Linked DNA regions of Zea mays: all the other regions are linked to region 3. A link is a contact called in public Hi-C data. All regions are on one chromosome and are shown on one strand. Each heading gives the region's core, a stretch centred on a gene start, on an enhancer-like site or on the middle of the called end of the contact. The rest is flanking DNA. Distances are from core to core; before and after follow the strand shown. Region 1 holds the start of LOC100216871. Region 2 overlaps LOC103653786 (a long non-coding RNA gene). Region 3 holds the start of LOC103653783 (putative RING zinc finger and VWF domain family protein).

The links. A called contact is a pair of places that touch in the nucleus more often than the background predicts.
Region 1: a Hi-C map of leaf shows a contact between it and region 3, with 5 times the contacts expected there. The contact joins the promoter of LOC100216871 here to the promoter of LOC103653783 in region 3. A contact is called at or near these places in 2 of 25 Hi-C or Micro-C datasets (both in leaf) and 1 of 3 datasets of contacts at active chromatin or transcription factors (leaf).
Region 2: a contact with region 3 is called in a Hi-C map of ear, with 2.3 times the contacts expected there. The contact joins the enhancer-like site here to the promoter of LOC103653783 in region 3. A contact is called at or near these places in 2 of 25 Hi-C or Micro-C datasets (ear and tassel).

The regions. Positions count from the first base shown.
Region 1 is chr4:146,533,421-146,536,499 of Zm-B73-REFERENCE-NAM-5.0, reverse strand. It overlaps LOC100216871, which reads right to left and starts at 1,740. Exons shown (of 2, transcript NM_001143260.1): 1 at 969-1,740. The coding sequence starts at 1,722.
Region 2 is chr4:146,513,616-146,516,688 of Zm-B73-REFERENCE-NAM-5.0, reverse strand. It overlaps LOC103653786 (a long non-coding RNA gene), which reads right to left. Exons shown (of 10, transcript XR_002750540.1): 9 at 2,427-3,053; 10 at 2,015-2,292. Among protein-coding and RNA genes, the nearest start is that of LOC103653786, 7.4 kb to the right of the region's middle. Within about 2 kb of position 1,783, at least 18 of the 20 cell types and tissues checked have an H3K27ac peak or open chromatin away from gene starts, as enhancers often do. A contact at or near this core is called in ear and tassel, where this site is marked.
Region 3 is chr4:146,208,938-146,211,713 of Zm-B73-REFERENCE-NAM-5.0, reverse strand. It overlaps LOC103653783 (putative RING zinc finger and VWF domain family protein), which reads left to right and starts at 1,515. Exons shown (of 2, transcript XM_008680585.3): 1 at 1,515-2,005. The coding sequence starts at 1,781.

The sequences.
Region 1 (3,079 bases), core at 491-2,990, 320 kb before region 3:
GGATCTGACCAGTGAGGGAGTTGTACGAGAGACCGAGGTAGCTGGTCAGAGAGGAGAGGCTGACGACCTCCGCTGGTATCGAGCCGGTAAGCTGGTTGAGCGACAGGACCAGGCTACCGATGTTCTGCAGCTTCCCCAGGCTCGTGGGTATGGGTCCCTGCAGGCTGTTCTTGAACAGATAAAGTATGGAGAGGTTTGTCAGGTTCCCCAGCGCAGGAGGGATTCCCCCGGAGATGTTGTTCTCGGACAAGTCTAGAACTCCTAGGCTGTGAAGCTCCCCGATCGATGGCGGGATGCTGCCCGTCAGCAAGTTACCCCTGAGAGTGAGTATGGTGAGGCTCGAAAGCTTCCGGATATCCGTAGGAATCGCTCCGTGGAATCCGTTGTGTGATAGATGAAGCTTCTGCATCGTGCTGGAGAGGTTGACGATGGAAGGCGGGAGCACGCCTCGGAAGCTGTTGGAGTCAAGGGACAGGTAGAACAGCTTGCTGCAGTTGGACAAGGAGGCGATCAAGTCCCAGTCATCACTTCCCCACCACTCGTCCTCCAGCCGGTTGCTCTCCACTGTTAGCACCTCGAGATCCTTCAGGCTGCCTACTTCCAGCGGCAGGGCCCCTTCAAGCTGGTTGTCGCCGAGCTGTATGTACCTGAGCAGCGACGCGTTCCCTATGGATCGGGGGATTCGGCCGCGCAGCTGGCAGTCGTTGAGGATCAGGTTCTGGAGGTTTGGGAGGGTGGCACCGATATCAGACGGGAGAACGCCTGAAAGAGCCTTGTTGCCGGACAATTCGAAGGTGGCAACTGATGAGATGTTGAACAGGCTTGCTGGGATTGTGCCGCTGAGATGGTTGTAGGCTAAATCAAGGGAGCTGAGCGCCTGAGCCTTGTCAGCCGTCCTAGAGAGTCTGGTATTTGGCCACTGAGTCTGTTAGTGTCAGCAAACAAGTCGACGAGCGATGAGAGGTTACCGAGAGACGCCGGAACACTTCCTGAGAGATTGTTCAGGTACAGCCCCAGGTACGTGAGCCTCGAGAGCGAGCCGAGCGACTGCGGGATCGCACCGGAGAGCTGGTTGGAGCCGACGTCCAGGACCTCCAGCCTCTGCAGGTGGCTCAGGTTGGCTGGGATCTCGCCCACGAGGCTGTTGTACTCCAGCTGCAGGACCAGGAGCCTGGAGGCGCCGGCGAGGGATCCTGGAACCACGCCCTGCAGGGAGTTGTGCCGGAGGTCCAGGTACGAGAGGCGGGGCAAGAAGCCGAGCTCCCGGGGGATGTTGCCCGACAGGAAGTTGTGCGAGAGGTTGAGCGTGCCGAGGAACGTCAGGTTGGCGAGGAAAGGCGAGACGGTGAAGGTCAGGTTGGCGGACGCCAGCTCCAGCGAGGTGACGCGGCCAGGGCGCCGCCGGCGGGAGCGGCACCCCACGCCTCTCCAGCTGCAGACGCCGGCGGTCGTGTTGCCAGCGGCGGTCCATGAGGTCAGCACCCCGTGAGGGTCGCCGGTGACGAGGTCCTTGAAGGCGAGCAGAGCCTGCTGGTCGTCGGCCGTGGCGATCAGCAACGCCGCTGGTGGAGGAGAGGCAGTAGCAGAAGCAGCACCATGTGCGGCGGCGGTGGTGGTATGGCTGCTGCTCAGCATGGAAGCAGCAGCGAGGAGCAGCACGCACATGGATTTGGTCGCCTGGTAGGGGAGGGGGAGACACGCTCCAGCTCTTTCCGCCTCCATTCTTGCGTGCTGTTCAAGTTCAACCATGTTTGATCTTGACGACGTCTACATAATGTCCTTGTTCCTTAAAATCCAACCACCAGAGCTCAAAATATCTCGTGCAGTTGCGTGGTTGTGTCGAATCCTGCTGTAGGAGTTAAACGCCTCAACGCCCAACCGTAGGAGATCCGCCGACTCCATTCTCTAGAGTTAAGAGTCTAGACTAGACCAGGAAAGAACGAGTCTGAGGCTTTCGGTTTCATCACGCCAGTTATCAGGCGCACGCCACGTCGCCGCCTACCAAGGTGGCCTTTCCTCTCCTCTTCACGCCTTTTTCGACACTACGAAGATTGCAGATACAGATGTCCAGCTCCTGAACAAAAACGCCATTGAAAATGTGCTCCTCTCTGTACTCTTCTGAGTTCAGCTTTGTTACCGTAGCAGTCTGAGTCAACACTTTCACACAAAGTCCACTCTTGAACTGATCAGAAAATATCGTGAGTTATTATTTAACTCACTTATTTTGTTGTGGTTCGTTTTATCACTCAAGGTCGTTTGAACGTGACTTAAAATTTTATATTTTCAAATAAATATTTTGAATAAGACAAGTGGTTACAGTTTTTTTTAAAAGTCAACGCATGTAGTATTACTCTGTGGGTTGTGGTGAGAGTGTGGCCATGCTTCATTCACCAGACATACCGGCATGCCACGTGATGATTTTACCCGCGTGCCGCAGCCCAGACACGGCACGTCGACCTGGTAGCCGTGCCGGGCCGGATCGGTCCGTTAATCTATCCACGTTGTCTGATTAAATCAGAAAAATAGCAAAAAAAACGTGCGAAAGGGGGATTCAAACTCACAACCTCCTGGTCCAAGGCTGAAAAACACTACATGAAGGAGGCTAACAAGTAAAACTCTAGTGTGTTGGTTGTAAATACTAAATATAAAATATAATATATATATATATACACACTAAGTTTTGCAAAATAAAAATATAATCGTGTCGGTCCGGGTCAGCACTACGGGTCAAGTCAGCGGCCCAAACACGGCACGACTTTCATGCCGAGTCCAGCCCGACACTATTAAATGAGCCATGCTTTGGCCAACCCGTCAGTCACAGCTCATTTAATCATCTACTAGGTAGATGCCCGTGCGTTGCAACGGTATACAAAATATTCAACAAATTGTTAGTGCACAAAAAATAACACCACATATTTCAGTTGCACCAAAAAACGATACATTCCCCGCTTGCAAGGTTAGGGCCACATTTTCTTCCTACTTTGCACCTCAGCGAACAACAAAAACCAAAGAACCATACAGTCGATAGACGCACTTGCACACTTGAAGAAATAGTTAACCATGGCATGGAACTCATCAG
Region 2 (3,073 bases), core at 534-3,033, 300 kb before region 3:
GCTGAGTGTCGGTAAAGAAAAACACTCGACAAATTAATAATCTAAAAAACCCCCAAAAAACATCAAAACATTTTTAAATTATAGGAACAACTCTCCAACCACTATCAATTACTATACTCATCGCTCTATCATTTTTCACTTTATTTTGAATCAAATTTACATGTTTTGTGAATGGTGAAATTCGAACTCACAACCACTCTCTCGCACATACCCTACTCTACCACTATACTAATACATCAATTGTGTCTATATTACGTTTTCATTTCTCGTGTATTATAACAAACTGAGGGTAATTTGATTATTTGAGACACTAAATGAATTCATTTGAAAATGTGATCAACTATAAACTTGCATAACTTCTCAAGATCTACAAGTTCTATTTTGATAGTTTCTACATCCGAGACCGTTTACAAAATTTGAATTTTAAATTTGAAAACTTCACATGAATTTTAATGATAAGATGATTTAAAATCAAAAAATTGTCAATTATAAAGTTTTATTATATTTCAAGACCTACTGGTGGTTTTTCCATCCGAGATATTTTAAATAATTCAAATTTTAAAATTCAAACATAGTTTTGCATGACAAGATGATATATGAAAACCAAGGAATAAATAATGTTGGATATGAATTATGTCAACACTATAGCAATAGAGAAACCAAATTTAGAGTACGTTGATGGAGAAGATATAGATCATATAGAGAATATTTCTTTAGGAGCGAAATTTAAAGAACGTTGCTGAGACAACAACTAGTGCTAGTAATTGGGTCGGGCCGGACGTCCCAAGCCCATCGTTCTTCGGGGCAAACGGGCTTGGCCAAGAAGGCCTAAAAGACTTTTAGGTCGTGCCATGCTAGTCCAAATAGTAGAAACAGTAGCCTAATTCGGCTCTAAAGCACGTCGTGACTTCGTTGGACCGTGCCGACCTAAGCCCGACCAATATATTTAAACCACATAAAATTAAGATATTACAACCATATAAAGTTTATAATTTATTAAACTAAAGATATTAAATAATGCTAGTATCATTTGACCACGTAGAGTCTAAATATTATAACAATATAAAGTTTATAGCTTACTAAATTAAAGAAATTAAACAATATAAACTTCATTGAACGGTAACGTTTAAGACCGACACATGTGTGTGGGTCATACGAGGAGCCCGACGGAACGAAATTTAAGACCCGCCGTAGGCCCGTCCTCAAGCCGTGCTGTCAGACACATATTATTTTATATCGGGTCGTACTTTAGACTCATGTTTTTGAACCGTGGTGAAAAAAAAACCCAGCCATGTTTCCGGCACTGGTCCTAAAGACCGATAAGGTCAGTCGATGCGGAACACGACGGTCTGGAGGCAATGCAAGCAACCGAACGACGCGTCGACGGGCTTCACGGGTCCCCTTGCCTCCGTCACTGGCGGCGTCGCCGATATGACCCTGACCACGTCCTCCTCCCCGCGCTTCTGGTTGGCGGGCTAGTGCCCAAGGCGGAGGAGGCGTACAGTCCAGGGGCGACTCTCACAACATCATTTTGCTGCGAGGAATGCCTCCTCCGCTACAGTCTCGGCAGATGCTCGTGGTCGATCTGCGCGGCGTCAGCGAGAACAAGTCCGGCGTCTTCTTGATCGTTTGACCGGCACGCTGGCTTTTATGGCTTGGCGGCAGGGACTTTGATTTCGGTTCCGGTTCGAACGCGGAAGCGAGGACGTGGGCCGTACGTCAGAAGGCCGAGCGCGTATTGGACCGCGACGCGGCAATCGCACGGTCAATTTGTTCCAAGGCCTGACGTGCTGGGTTGGCGAGGCCGAGCCGGGCCCGACCGTTCCTTTGGGGCCGACGGGCGAGGTGGGCTGGTTAGAGCCCAGCGGTCAGTTGTTATTAATCATTAACTAGATGTGTGCCCGTGCGTTGCTACGGAGTAAACATGCTATAATAAGATATATTGAGATGCAGAAGCATTAATTATCATTCAATGTTTTTGTTAGCATCTTTTTAAAGGTTAAGAATGTTTACATAACTATAATTTTATCTTTATTAATGAAGATAAAATCCATAAAAACATTTCGTGATAATTTGCTTTTCATGATAGGACAACGCTAGAGACATTGACCTAGAGTCCTCACATCGTCATCTCGATGTTGAGGCTAGGTATAGCCAAAGACGTCGGATAGGAGGTCCGAGACTTCGAGAGCCTATCGTGGAGGTCTATGATCTTAAAGAGTTTCTAGGTGGGCGACCGATGTTGATGGCCTCGGCGAAGCTGAAGAGGTGCAGCGCGGCGCCATTGATGGCCTTGGCGAAGGGGGTGTGAAGAACAAAAATACCAAGCATCACAATACTTGTTGAGCTTTGAAACCAATTTACACGATAAGTTGAGCTTCAAATAGAATGTCCTTCTTGAATGTAAAGTAAACATAAGAACATACCTGAGAACGATGTCCTTCTCGGCTTTACTAATATCTTTGTGCTTCTGAACATCGCAATTCATACAATACAAGGAAAATATATTAATTGGAGTTTGACAAAAGAAAAACCAAATATCTCAACAGCATTCATCAGACAGTGAAAACATATCCACTATTGCAAATGGAACCTAAATTTTTTCTTTTAAACAAGCAACAGTAAATTTAGTACTACACGAAGCAAAAGGAGCAGTTGCTACAATACAAATAGTCAAATACTATGAGGAATTGTTAATATCACAAGATACATGACTATTTCAGATCATAACTATTTCAGCAAGTTTTACCTCTAGCAGCTCACACCTCATAGATTATTTGCAACATAGAAGTTACAGTTCCTATCTTCCAAATCATACCAGTTCATAGAGTTTGATACGCTTCAAGGCTTGCATTAACAAAAATAATAAACTGGTACTGCTCAAAATCCAAATCTATGAGATCGCAAACATATGTATGACAAGCAATATATTTAGAGAGCAAAAACCACAGAGTGGAACTAAATGTTACTCCCAACTGAAGGATTCCAGGGATGGCATGCTTTCGGCGCGATCTCAAAGTTTGCTTGCGCTCGGGGATGATCCATGTGAGCCCCTGAGAAGAGTTGAAGCAAG
Region 3 (2,776 bases), core at 266-2,765:
GTAATCACTCGCGTACAACACTTGAATTTTTGCCTTCTATCAAGCCGAAGGTATAAATGTAATTAAATATCGTATTTAAATATTCAAGTTTGTATAATGATAATATATGAATGATATTATGATGTGCTTATTTGTGTTCATCTTTCATGTTTTATATATGTTTCATCTTTCATTTTCCTATAACCGTGATGATGAAGGTACGTCCTTCATGTCCTTCGTCCGAAGATCATTATATCCTAAGGAAAATAATGCTTCGAAAGACGAAGGACATTAACATTTAATATTTTGTGTTGCCTTGTTCTTGACTCTTAGCTTTTGAGAATAAGTCTCCAACACTAGCCGGTATCCTAGATCCTACAGAGGTAGTGTATTTTGAATAGACAACTAGATCTTACCCCCCGGGAGGGGTAAGATCTTAGGGTCGTCTTGGGGTCAGCAGACCACCAAAGACGGATCTAAACGACGTAGAGTCGAATAGGGGTGGAGGTGGATATGCGGAAAGATATAACTAAAATATGCTACATCTACTCCACAATAATGATAAAGAAAGTATTTGATTTGATTATAATACGTTTGGGGGGTTTTCAATCGACCGTTCCCCTTCATATATAGCGGGAGATTTGGACTCGTTCCTAGGTGATAGCTAACAAATGACACGTGATTAGATGGATAACCATGCACGGGATAAGGATTAATCGCCCGAGTTAATCTGATAGCGGGGGCGCGGACCGTCCGAGCCCTAAGACCAACTCCAGCAACACTCCCCATCCCACTCCGCATCCGCATTATACACGCTCTGAGTCACTATTTCGCTCTCCAGCAGCCTCCGCATCCGTCTCCGCAAAACAGACGCCGTGTACCTGCACTCCCCTTTTCCACGGTTTCTCTCTCCTCTCCGCAGAAGACTGCATGCGCCACCTCCTGCTCGCGGGCCCCAGCTGTCATAGACTGCATGCGGAGTGCAAATACGGAGTCTGCTGGAAACGGGGACGGATACGGAGAGGAGAGAGAAACTGTTGGCCGTGCTAAATACGGATACGGAGAGGGAGTCTGCTGGAGTTGGTCTAAGGCCGGACAACCCGCCACTTTTGGTGTTCAACAGATGATTCAACAATTAATATTATCGGGACAAATCACCCGACAACTATCCGATATCTACCCGAGTACTCCCTCCGGTGTACTATTAGTTGTCGTTTTGGACAAGATTTAAGTTAAATTTACAAAATTTTGACTACAAATAACTATTTTATTATTTAATTTTGAAACCTAATGTTTATATGCTATGATTGTCTTAACATGTATTTTTATAAATGTATAAATATATTAAGAGTTAATTTGTATTTTAACAAAAATATTGGTTAAAATTATATTTTGAAGACCGTTGTAATAAAACATCATAGTGAGTAATATACATTATCGGTTTCTTATTCGTCTGAATTATTACGTGGTCCATTTTATATCTCTCTCAAATTTTAACTACTCGTGTCGTCTCGGATGGTAACTGTTCCGTTTTCATCCTTATTGGCAATAGCCAAACCCAACCTGGCCACCTCCGCTGGGCCTGTCTCTCTCGCTGCACCGAGCCACCGAGGTGAAACAAAAGCGCACCCCGCCGCAACCCAGCCCAACCCACCGCAGCCACCGCTCTGCAATGGCGGCTCCGCTTCCCCCACTTCTCCTTCTCCTCTCCATCTCCCCCGCAATCTTCCTCTCGTAGTGCTGCTCTCATTCTTCCACCAACCGAAGGTTCTGCGGCCGCGAGAGTGCTGGGGGGCGAACAATGGAGGCGGCGTGGAGGAAGGCCAAGAGGGCGCTGGGCTCCAGCCTCTGCGTGCACCACCCCGCCGTCGCCGGCGACCGCGAGGACGGCGCCAGCGAGCGCCGCGCCTCGGATGCGCTCTCCCTCGACACTACCGCGGCGGCGCACGCATCGACGCCCAACGCGCCGGCGCCGCCGGAGGCCGGCGCGCTGCGGAGGTCCAAGTCCGGAGGCAAGTCCACCAATGTGAGGCCCATTTCCACCCTTCCCCGCGCTAGTCTGTCCCGTCGTTTTCGACTTTAGATAATTAGATTTGCTTTTGGTTTGCTGGCAACTTGTCGCGCGAGGGGGGTCGTGGGGATCGCAGCCTAGATGTGGAATGTCGAAGGTGTGAGAGACCGGCTAGCCGACCGCCTGGATTTTTTAGTTGGAAAGCTGGGTATTGTTTGGAGCAATGTGGCTTCATGGCTTCACCTCATCGCCTGTGAACGATTTGTCTCCAGATGCGGTGTTCTCATGGTCGGTAATTTTTGCATGATTTGATGGGCGGGCTCGGTTTGGATGCTCTTACCCGCGTCCAGCGTTCTTGGATGCATCTGATTTTTGTAATGCCGTGTTTTTGTCTTAAGCTGCGCATGCTAGTGGGGATTATTTGTCATTTGTTACCTTGTCCTTGAGTCGAAATTATCTCGTACTGTTCCCGCGGATTTGCTTGCTGGAGCATCTAATCTGTTCATGGCAATAGCCTGGTTTAACTGTTCCAATTTTTTTTTTCACGAGACCACATCGAAAATACATGCACCTTTACAAGATGATGCCACTTTCTATTGCGAATATTCCGATCCATGCTATTTTCTCATATAACTTTGTTCTCTCTTCCAATGCACGGATTCAAGGAATCCCTTAATTTTCTGTCTTCTCAGACTCAATTTCAGAGATTTTGTTGGGATTTCGCGGTCAGTTTGCTAGTTTTGCCTAGATGTCCTTCGGTCTTTCCGAGGCGCTTTGAGACGGGAC